4 separate regions of the Sus scrofa genome follow, and all the other regions are linked to region 4. A link is a contact called in public HiChIP or PLAC-seq data. All regions are on one chromosome and are shown on one strand. Each heading gives the region's core, a stretch centred on a gene start, on an enhancer-like site or on the middle of the called end of the contact. The rest is flanking DNA. Distances are from core to core; before and after follow the strand shown. Region 1 holds the start of BRIP1 (Fanconi anemia group J protein). Region 2 holds the start of RNFT1 (RING finger and transmembrane domain-containing protein 1). Region 3 holds the start of RPS6KB1 (ribosomal protein S6 kinase beta-1). Region 4 holds the start of MED13 (mediator of RNA polymerase II transcription subunit 13).

Evidence for each region. HiChIP or PLAC-seq counts read pairs in DNA pulled down with a chosen protein or histone mark.
Region 1: a contact with region 4 is called in an H3K27ac HiChIP or PLAC-seq map of alveolar macrophages. The contact joins the promoter of BRIP1 here to the promoter of MED13 in region 4. A contact is called at or near these places in 11 of 47 Hi-C or Micro-C datasets (alveolar macrophages, embryonic fibroblasts, fetal skeletal muscle and 5 more) and 2 of 2 datasets of contacts at active chromatin or transcription factors (alveolar macrophages and skeletal muscle).
Region 2: a contact with region 4 is called in an H3K27ac HiChIP or PLAC-seq map of alveolar macrophages. The contact joins the promoter of RNFT1 here to the promoter of MED13 in region 4. A contact is called at or near these places in 1 of 5 promoter capture datasets (fetal skeletal muscle), 2 of 47 Hi-C or Micro-C datasets (heart right ventricle and skeletal muscle) and 2 of 2 datasets of contacts at active chromatin or transcription factors (alveolar macrophages and skeletal muscle).
Region 3: a contact with region 4 is called in an H3K27ac HiChIP or PLAC-seq map of alveolar macrophages. The contact joins the promoter of RPS6KB1 here to the promoter of MED13 in region 4. A contact is called at or near these places in 2 of 47 Hi-C or Micro-C datasets (embryonic fibroblasts and skeletal muscle) and 1 of 2 datasets of contacts at active chromatin or transcription factors (alveolar macrophages).

The regions. Positions count from the first base shown.
Region 1 is chr12:36,496,871-36,499,570 of Sscrofa11.1, reverse strand. BRIP1 (Fanconi anemia group J protein) reads right to left here and starts at 1,433. Exons shown (of 21, transcript XM_021067301.1): 1 at 1,365-1,433.
Region 2 is chr12:36,173,736-36,176,435 of Sscrofa11.1, reverse strand. It overlaps RNFT1 (RING finger and transmembrane domain-containing protein 1), which reads left to right and starts at 1,301. Exons shown (of 9, transcript XM_021067295.1): 1 at 1,301-1,735. LOC102157680 (a long non-coding RNA gene) reads right to left here and starts at 1,519. Exons shown (of 5, transcript XR_001299904.2): 1 at 1,396-1,519.
Region 3 is chr12:36,110,194-36,112,896 of Sscrofa11.1, reverse strand. RPS6KB1 (ribosomal protein S6 kinase beta-1) reads right to left here and starts at 1,313. Exons shown (of 15, transcript XM_003131671.5): 1 at 1,035-1,313. The coding sequence starts at 1,175. TUBD1 (tubulin delta chain) reads left to right here and starts at 1,591. Exons shown (of 6, transcript XM_013981124.2): 1 at 1,591-1,705.
Region 4 is chr12:36,332,466-36,335,165 of Sscrofa11.1, reverse strand. It overlaps MED13 (mediator of RNA polymerase II transcription subunit 13), which reads right to left and starts at 1,425. Exons shown (of 31, transcript XR_002337203.1): 1 at 1,220-1,425.

The sequences.
Region 1 (2,700 bases), core at 184-2,683, 160 kb before region 4:
CTAGATCAGGTTCTGACAACAATTGAAATGTTACCTTGATCTTCACTTCTCTAGACTAAGATCCAAATCCCTAATTTAAAAACTGTTGCAAGGGAGAAAATGCCTTGGCATATGTAGGTGCTCAATAATTCTTACGTAAACGTCAATAGGGTATAATGCAAAGAAAATAAGCCTTAAAGTGGAATTGCACTGTGAATTACTTAATCTCACAGAGCCTGTTTCTTCATCTGTAAAATGGAGATAATATAATACTATCTACCTGATAGGGCTTTTATGAAAATTAGCCAGGCACTGAGTCAAAAATTAAATACGGGTAATGTATAGAATGTGCCTAAACTCCAGTATCTGATACAGAGGAAGTGATCTACTTTAATCTCCACCTCTTCTAAACCAACTTAACCTAGGATACATAGATGTAATTCAAAGACTGTGTGTAATCTTTTGATATTGCATGCATAAGTTTCTGTATATGACTGTATTTTTTAAGAGAAAGTCCATAGATTTCTCATTCCCAGATATATATCCTAAGGAAATAACTAAAAATAAAAGGGAAATGATATACACTGTTATCAACTGAGGAATTATTTGCAATAGTGAAGAAATGCTAAATTCCATGTGGGGATGAAGAGATGGGTTAAAATCTCAATTCCACATAGTATAAAGCCTGTCACAACCTTAACCATAGTTATTTGTCCCCAGAGAAATTAAGAATCACTATTCTTAGGTAGTTTCCAGTTGTAACATTTTGTGCTTCCATCTGTGAAGCTCTGAGAACGATATTTGTGGAATCTAAATCCTTAATCTAACCAACAACTCAAGGCTGGCCTAGTAACTCAGATATAACCTAGAAAGCAATCCATCCCCACCCCCACCCCCACCCGTGGTGGCAACTGGCAACAAAAAGGGGTCGCTTCCTCTACACACTGGATAAAGGACAAAACTTATCTGGCTCCGCCGTAGCCCCCTCCCAAGAGTAACGAAAAGCCCCAGACTCGTAGAAGGCCTCTGCTCCAAGGAGGTAAAAGCAGGCTTCCTCCCCACCCCCCACAGGTTTTCGTCCTCATATTCCCTCCTCCCTCAGCAAACCCCGATCCCCAAGGCCCTGGGGATCCACTCCACACCGATGGGCTTGCAAGGCGGGTGGACAAAAGCAAAAGGCACCCTTCTGGCAGGCTTTGCGCCCTCCCCGCGAGAGACAGACTTGCCCGCCCGGCGGAAAATCAAACAATGCCGACTGGGCTCCGATTCTCGGGATAAAGGAAGCCGAAACTTGCAAGCAAACACAGAGAAGTTCCGGCAAAGAGAGGTCCTAGCCTCCCTCTCTTCCTCCCAAGGATGCTACTCCCAGTCGCGGGATTACGTACCTCTTACTTTTTCTCCCCTCAGCTCCCAAGTACAACACTCCAGCGGACGAATTCCCGCCTCCCACCCCTCGACTCCCAGCACCCAATCGCCGGGCGAAGTCAGACAACCAATCACTCGCCAAGACCAGAAACCAGGCAACCAATCCCGACGCGAGGTCAGGGGGCGCGCACGCTGGCACCCAATGGAGGACTCCGCCGTAAAGACCAACCCCAGCTACACGGAGGCATGGGAAGGCGAGCTCCTTGGCGGTGAAGGACTCCCGCAGATCCCAAGAAGATAAAGGGATACAGTTTGCTGTGTTAGACTTCTGGAAACCGGTGATTTAAGCCGTGGCTCAGTTTCCTTGGAAATTCGAAGTCTCATTTTTAAGGTCTCTAGACCAAGCGAGAGGAAACACGCCAAGTTCTCTCAGCATTTCTCAGCGCCACTCGATTCAAATTTCCGAACTTTCCGGTACCCAGAGTAATGAAAGGAAATGGCCAGACTTCTGAGCCAAACGAGGCGAAAAAGTTGGATGACAGCTGGCTACAGAATCTCCTGATATTCAAGGCTTTCTTAGAGACCACATTCAACTGGAAACGCTCTCCAGCACCAGATCACTCTTAATTCCATTAAAGCTTATCAGCCTTCTGTCCTTCCTAAGACCAATTTGTTCTTTGCCAAGAAATACACTTCGGTTTCCTCAAAGGTAGGGGGGTTAATCATGATCTCGCCAAATTGATATTTAAAAAAAAACAATCCTCTACCTAAACTTGGCTCAAATGGCTACTCTCCCAAAAAAGCAAGACCTGAAACATTTTCTCAGATTCCGAGAAACCAGTTTGGGGAGAGAGGTTTGCTGCAGAAGGGAGCAACAAAAGTCGAGTTTGCTTGCCTCACTTTCAGTTTTACTACATCTTCCCCAAATGACAAAACAGTCATAAAAATAAATTCTACCCTTTAATTTAGTAATCTCGGGCTCAGAAATTTACCCTAAAGAAGTAATCTAAAAGAAAGAAAAGTAATAATAGCTCTAGTGACAACAAGTTCTATTCTTTTTATTTATTTATTTTTAACAAGGCCTATTCTAATACTGAAAAAAAAAAAAAACCCTAACTTCCCAGGGAGATGATTATATCAATTCAATCATTATGGAACCGATAAAATAAATGTAAAACCAAACAACCTGCCAAAACTCCATAACGTTAAATGAAAAAAAGCAGACTCCAAACTGGGTTATTATGAATTTCATTATGTGAAAATACATATTCATAAGCCAAGATGAAGGAAAAGTACAAAAAGTGTAATTTACTGTTAAGACAGTGCAATGGAGGATAGTTTATAAAAATAAATCCT
Region 2 (2,700 bases), core at 52-2,551, 160 kb after region 4:
AAATAGTGGGTTCAGTTGTAGTCGATTATAGGAGAAAATAAGGTGCAAAAAATTTCATGATTAAGGAGGCTCAAAAATCACACACCAGGACTTCCTGTTATGGTGCAGTGGGTTAATGATCTGGCTTGTCTCTGTGGTGGCACCAGTTCTATCCCCAGCCTGGTACAGTGGGTTAAGGATCCCAAGTTACCACATCTGTGGCATAGCTCACAGCTATGGCTGGGATTTCATCCCTGGCCAGGGACCTTTCATATGCCCCAGGAGCAGCAGAAAAAGGGGGGGAGGGAATCACACACCAGCAAACTAACTTGGGTAAAGTTGCTGTGAATGGCTTTAAATCAGCGACCGGTAATAAGACAAAGTATTCCTTTTTTTCCACTAGATATTCAACTCATGACGTGTGTGTATGTAAGCAAATGCATCCTCTCTAGTGAGGAAAGACTGAACCCCTCACCCAAGCCATTGAATGTTTAATTTCAAGACTTGTAGGAAGACCATCAAGAGTTACCTACTTGACGTCAAATTCCAGATATTAAAGGGAAAAAAACTCGAGGTTCAAAATAGAAAGGCTATTCGTGGTGGGGAGGGATGGGACAGATTCTTGGAAAACAAGTAACATTTAGAATCTATCTGGGCTGAGGATCAAGAGGTAAGCTTTTTTGTTTCATTGTTCAAAGTTTTTTTTCTTTTTTTCCCCTTTTAGGGCGACACCTGCAGCACATGTAAGTTCCTGAGCGAGGGGTCCAAACCGAGCGTCGTCCGTGCAACCCCGGAACCTTAACCCACACCCAATGGGAGAGGCCAGGGATACGAACTAGTCCGGTTCTTAAACCCCCTGAGCCACAAGGAGAACTCTCCAAACTTTTTCTTAATACACCTTTTATTTTTAGAAGTTTTAGGTTAACAATTACAGCGAAGACACTACAGAGCTCCCTAGAAAACAAGGTTTTTAAACTCTTAACTTCTACTTCCACCCCCACCTAAATTATCCTCACTTCTCCATTTCTATTCTCAGGTTTCGGCAGGGTCTTGTTCTCACAGTGCAACTTCAGAATTGTAAAGAAAACCCGAGTTCAGTTAAAACTTCACCGCCCATCCACAACTGGCTCAGCTGAGCTGGGGGAAACCAGACCGCTCCCGCCCCCGCCCGGCTCGCTCAGAGGCGCGTCGAGCCCTCGCCAACGTGGCTCCTCCAGCTCGGAACCCGGGAGACGCGAGCCAGGCGGGACCCAGGGGCTGGCGCACGGGAGGCGGGACCAGACCAGCCCCCAACGGCAGGCTCCTCCCCCGAGGGCAGGTTCTCGAAGCCAAAACATTTTTAACCTCGAAACGTCCGGATCTCTGAGGAGGGGGTGAGGAGGGGTGTAGGAGGGCAGGTTACACAAACGTACGCACAGACTGGATGCAGCTCATGGTTTAACGCAGCCGGCTGCCGGGAGTTGTGGGGCACAGACCGCTCTTCACAGCCAGCACCCCTGACGGCCTGCACCCCACTCGGGTCGGCGGCGCCCTCCCCTCGGCGCGTCGCCCGGGGGCGGGGCACGCGCGCGTGAAGACGTCCAGGGAGCGAGCGCGCGCGCGCGCGCCGCCGCCGCCGCTGCCGCCGCGGAGCTGAGTGGAGGTTGCAGGTGGTGGGGGTTTCAAGGTGATGGCCCCGGTTGAAGGCCTCGAGGCGGCGTCTGCCACAGTTCCTGCGGTCGCTGCCCGGGCCCTGGTCCGCCCATCGTCATGAGAGGTCAGGTCTGGGGGAAACGGATGAAGGAGGCGAGGGACCCCGGCGAATGGGTTCTGGGGAGAATAACTGAGGCGCTCGAAGCTCGAACGTGGGTGGAAAACTCTGACCTGGAGATTCCGGAAGAGCCGTTTGCGTTTACTTTTCTTTTTTCTCCCCTTTCTTGCTCGTGCTTGGAGGAGAGTGGGAGGGTTCTCTGTTTTAATTTATGAAAGAAGGCGCAGAAACTGTTCAGTCCAACGTCGGTCTTCGGAGGTTTGAGGAAATAAATAGTAGCAGTCGTGACGTTTGGAGCATCGGTGAAAAAGCCTTTAGTGAAAGGCAGTTAAAAACCAAACCGCCCCTCAGTAACTGGAAAAAAAAAAATTCAAACCTACGAATGAATAGAATGACATAATATCCCCTGACGTTAACCCCTGCTTCCTCCTCCAGAAACGGTTTCGTCAGCTGGATTGTGGCATCCCCGACAGCTACCCACACTCATCCTGTGGGTTATTTCCCTGCCTGTGTTCGTTCCCCTTCCCTCCACGGTGGCATTTTTAACGGGCAGACCCCGTAACTATCCTTATTCAGACCGAAGAGTTACTTAGCGATTACCTGGTGCCTCTCCAAGCCTCCCTATTTTAAAGGTATTTAGGTAACATCCTTTGAGGGGCGGGGAAAGGTAATACTCTTGGTTTTAATTATTGGAAACTTTTTAATTAACTTTGTGAAAGCTCTTTCAGCATAAAACGAAATTTGTAGGTCACCTGAGTGAAATGTTTATGATTAGTTCTCCATGATGATATTTAATAAGGAGTTAAGATTTAATTTTTTTTTCCTCCTAGCCTTTCCAAGCATTAAAAAAGAAAAAGAGATTCACACTTATGAGATGTAGAATCTGCATCAGAGATGAAAGTACTCCAGTTAGGCATAGTAAATGTGCTAAAGTATTCAAGTATGAATGAGTTCCAGGACTCACATTAACG
Region 3 (2,703 bases), core at 64-2,563, 220 kb after region 4:
TGTGATTTAGTATGACAATACCATTTTGAATGTCACGTACAACTTGTGATTTTTCAATAAATTTACCTTGAAAAAAAGAATCTTGAATAAAGAAAAACTACTAACCAAAGGTGAACCAAGCTATGCATTAGGAAAAACAATTCTAAATTTAGCACCCCAAATTACAGCAAGGAAAGCCCTCACACCACCATTCACAAGTCTCAGTTTAAGCAATTTATTTTTGGCAAGCCAAATCACAGCTGTCAACGCTGGTTTTTTTCCACCCCAAAATTACATCAAGTATTTTGAAAAAATGTAGACATCTTCAACTGGGAGAAAAGTAAGTTACAAATGCCGTGTGTCGTTATAAATGCTTAACAAAAAAGTCACACGGAAGGAGGTTTTTGTTTAAAAAAAAAAAAAAAAAAGCAAACAAACAAACCCTGGAAGATGCAGCAGAGCCCCCTTGCTCCCGAAATAAAACTCCTGGTGGCTGTAACAGCAGCGGCAGCGCTACTCCCGACAGAAGTTTTCAGCTGTCACTTCTAACAGCTGAGCGCTTCCTAGGAGAGAAGCGACAGGCCGAGAAAAGAGGTGGTTGTGGGAGGTCTGAAGATTTAATACTTGAAATCTTACACTCAAGGGAAACCCTTCCGCTCTTCACCTGCACTTACGGGACACCCAGCCAGCGCAATCCCCCTCCCCCCAACACACGCTTCCACCACTCGCGCCCCACCACATTTAAGTCCACTAGCTCCAGGAATCGACCACGCGCCCTTTCTCGTTCCCTCCGCAGGCTGCTCCCAGCTGCGCTGTTCTGGGGCTAGGGGCGCGACCTGCACCTGCAAGCCCCGCAGCGGCCTCACACCTAAGGCCAGGTCCGCCCCACCCGTCCCCCCCCCACCCCCAGCTTCTGGCCGCGCGGCACCTCGGCTCCTCCCGCGGACTACTCGCTCCCCCCTGGGTCTCCGCGCTCTCGGACGCGCGGGGCTTCCAGGGCCCGCGCCACCGCCCCGGCCCTGTCACCTCGGGCCCCCCGGGACCCCGGGCCTCACCCCCTCCTCCAGCTCATCCTCAGAGCCCGCGTCCTCTGGCTGATCCAGGTCTATGTCAAACACTCCTGCCATGTCCTCAGCTTCCCTGTCTCGGAAGTCCGGCGCTGGGTAAAAGCCGTCCCGCCTCCGTCGTCGCCTCATGGGCCCGGACCCGCCGCAGCCACTGCTGCCGCTGCCGCCATCACCGGCTGCCTAGGCTCAGTGCGTCTGCGCTTAGGCCCCAGACTGGCTCCTGAAGTTCAGCACTGGAGCATGCGTACAGGATTCTGTGAAGCCGAACTGTGGGCAGTGAACATGCGTAGAACTATTGCCAGGAACCAGGTACTGGCAGAAACATGCGCAGAAGCCCAGCCGAAGCCTCTCTTGGAAGCCAGATCATGCGCATTGTCAGCTAAAGAGTTTGATGGACAGCGAGCATGCGTACCGTGTCTGAAATTGATAAATTGAAATTGAACATGCGTAATTAACCTTACTGAATAGGAAAAAAAAAAAAAAAAAACACCCACCGCGGGGAGGGCGGGGGGGAAAAAGCGCAACAAATCTCTACGTTTGTGGTACATGCGCATTCGTTCTCTGTAGTTTTTTTTTTTCTTTTGAAAGAGCATGCGCATAATAAGAGGGTTGCCCCTCGAATTTGAACCGGACAGAAACGGCTGGTTCTGGGGCTGGCAGTGAGTGGGGTTTTTGGGGAGCTGCTGGGGTGGTATAGAAAGGGAGCATCTTGGCTTTGCTAATTACTAGTTCGGTGGCTTTGCGAAAATCACATAACCTTTCAGAGCCTTAAGTTTCCTTATCTGTAAAATGAAAGTAATGACATCTATTTTGCAGGCTTGTTTGATAATTTTAAGTACAGAGTCTGGTTCCCAAACCACAGCTCTTTCCATTGCTCCGTGGACTCGGTGTGAGGTCTTAACCAAAAGTTGTCTCTTTACATTGTTAAAAATAGTGAATACTTTCTCTAATATTTCATCCCGTCTTTTTTTCCCCCCAAGCTTCGTCTCCCATGCTGTCCTCCCTGAGCTAAATACAAAGTCTTTCCTGTGTTACTGTGGTGCCTAGAACAGAAAGACGATTGGAGGGAGAAAATAATTATTTGGAAGAGAGAATATTAATGTTAATAAAATGTGCTATTGTTGAGCTAACTTCTGCATTATGTCCCTGTGGTGTGAAGTGTATGCTATGAATTCCTTCAACCGGGATTCCTTTTGTTTTTTTTTTTGTTTGTTTTAAATGCATACTTAGGAAAATAGTGATTACAAATGAAAATTTGAAAACTATTGAGCTTTATATAAATGAATTTGGGTACAGTAAATCCCAAAACCATATAAAGAAAAAGAACAACTTTCTTAAATGTTTGGCTTCTTAGACAAGATAGCTATTTTATCTACAGCGCCATAGACATATATAGTATTTTTAAAAATGTTTTTTTCTTTTAGGGTCACATCTGAGGCATATGGAAGTTCCCAGGCCTGGGGTCGAATCTGAGCCGCAGCTGCCAGCCTATGCTACAGCCTCAGCAATGTGGGATCGAAGCTGCATCTCTGAGCTATACTATAGCTCACAGCTATGTCAGATCCTTAACTCACTGAGCAAGGCCAGGGATCAAACCTGCATCCTCATGTATGCTAGTCAGGTTCATTGCCCCTGAGCCACAATGGGAACTCCTAAA
Region 4 (2,700 bases), core at 176-2,675:
AAACCCGCTGTCTTCTTACAGCTCAAGAGATGCAAATTAATGGACACTGTACAAGAAAACATTTTATTTTTTAGATAAAAATTAAAGATCTCAGTTTAGCATCGTGAAAAGAAATTCATTAGAGCGAACTTGTAATTCTGAATCTAACTTAAAGGTGCAAAGCGCAAGGTGCCAAAAATGAAACTGCTGATACATGACTGGCAGTTTACACTGGCCAACTAGTTGTGCTCCGCCCACTCAATTCACTTACCTATCACACACTCTCTTAATATTTCTCATAGGATAGGGAAAATGAAAAAAGAAAGTCACCTAAACTTTAAATCACTGATGAAGCTAAGTTACTATCCAATTGAAAACTAAATATTTGCAACAGTTGGTACTTTTGAAAGTCTTTATTGGATGTTCCCAGATCTGGGCCAACGTACACAATTATCATCCCTAAATCTAGCTTTCCCTGACTTTCCAATAAAAAAAGGAACAGCCCCCTCAAAATATGCTAAAAACGAAGGCAAATTAGACAAATACAAAAATATTTAGTGCAAAACCACAGCACCTCCTCCTCTGGTTCGCTCCACTCTCACAAACATAATGTTCTAATAAAAGCAAAATGGCTAAAAATTGTCAAAATGGCAAGTTGTTTTCAAAGTTTGAAGAAAAAACATATGAAATGGCATCTACTCCTTTTTACACAGAGCCTGAAGTCGCGCAAGGAAGAAACCAACCCCCCTATATAGTTTGACTCACAATAAAAAATGGACAACGAAAAGAGTGCTTAAGTTCCGGGGTCCGCTTTTTGGGGGGAAACCAGATGAGCAGAGTGAGACAGAAGGAGAACGGGCAATAATGGGTAAGTGTGAAGAAGGGATACACGGTCCATGAGGAGGAGAGCAACAGTTAAGCAAGAAACAGAGGGAAAGGCTAGTGTCCTGCCGGATAAGGAGCCCAAGTTAAAGACCAGACTACCAGAGGAGGGGGAAAAAGAGTCAGAAACGAGAAAAAGGGCCGACACTCGAAACACAGCGCCCGGGACCGCCGGAGAGGACCGCGGCCGCCGGGCTGGTGCCGAGCTGGCCGCCGCGCCGGCTCCGGCTCCGGCTGGGCCTAGCCCGGGGACTCCGGCATCTGGAACCGACCCGGACCCCCTCCCCCACGGCCCAAGGGCGCACCTCGCGGCCCCTCCCCCAACGCCCGCTCGCCGTGGCCCCCGCCCCGCACTCACCAGGCAGAAGAGGTTACAGTGACAATCTTCCAGGCTGGCCCCGTTCGGCACGAAGGAGGAACTCATCGTCCCTCACAGCAGCCGTCGCCGGCGCCACAACCCACCATCCGCCATTACCGCCGCCTCCGACCAGAGAGAGAAACACAGACACCGGGGAGGGCGGGGGGGTGGTGGTTGGGGGGCGGTGGAAGAGGAGGCCGCCGGGCCGCCCGCCCTCCCCACCCACCCCCCCGCCGCCGCGAGCAGTCCCCGCCGCCCGGCCGGCACCCAGCCGCCCGGGGCCGAGAGCCGGAGGCGGGAGGGCCGCGCCGCGCTCGCCCCGCGGGCCGGACTGCGGCCGCCGCGGAGCCCGCGGACGCCCGTCCCTCTCGGGGACAGAGGGGATGTGTGCCCCTGCCACAAGAAAATATAATAAATTACACAATAAATAATTAAAATCGAGTCCGAGAGGGCAGATCCCAGGCCCTGGAGGGCTCTCCCGGGCGGGGAGGCGCCCGCAGAGGGGCGGGAAGGGCGAGAACCGGGAGAGAAGCCCAGGCCCCCGACCCGGCAGCGGCGATGTCCTTAAGCCCAGAGTCTCCTCAGTGGCGGAGGTGGTGGCGGCGTCTGCGGGCTCAGACCATTCTCTGGCTGTGTCTTCGTGTCGTCCCTGGGCCAAGCCGGCCTAACGTCCGCTCTCCTGCGGCCTCACCGCCGGGACGCCGTAGTCTCCCCCATTTTGTGGGCCCAGCGGGCGGTGTTTTTCCCCCTTTAATCCGAATTCACGGGTTTTCCCTTCGCTTTAATGGCGGCCACAGGGACCAGCTCGCCCTCTCTGCTCGCCCATTGGCCGCCTGGAGGTCACGTGCGCCCGGGCTCCGTGGGGAGGGGGAGAGAGAAGGGAGCGAAGGAGAGCCGGGAAGCTTTCAGCAGAGGCGGTGAGCCCAGGGGGACTGGGCAGCCAGCTGGTGGCTACTAAGATAGCGCCATCTGCTGGGTGCCCCGGCCACCGTGAGATGACCCAGGGCCCTGGCCCTATCTTACTTCTTCCCGGGGAATTTACAGGGTTCACATAACAAATCTGGGAATTACGTTGAAATCCGTTTGAATTCCTTAGAAGTGTTGCAAAAATTCCTAGATCTTCTCCTTTATTCTACAAGGCCACTGGGGTGCAGCGCAAACCCGTGGGCCTGGGAGTTAGATCTGCGATAGGACTCAGCCGCTTGAAAGTTGTGATATTACGAACGAAACGTAAATGAAACAATATAGTCATGCGGCTAACAGCCTGGGAGTTAGAGCCCCACTGCTTGGGTTTGAAGCTTGAGAGAATCACTTACCTCTCTGTCTCAGTTTCCTCATCTGTAAAATGAGGAAAACATATCCCCTGCCTCACAGGGTTGTTGTGGTAATTGAATTAATACAAAGAAAGCAGGTAGACAAGTGCTGGGCACAGATATGCATTGTTTAGACTGATCTATTGTTGTTGTCATCATTACCTCATA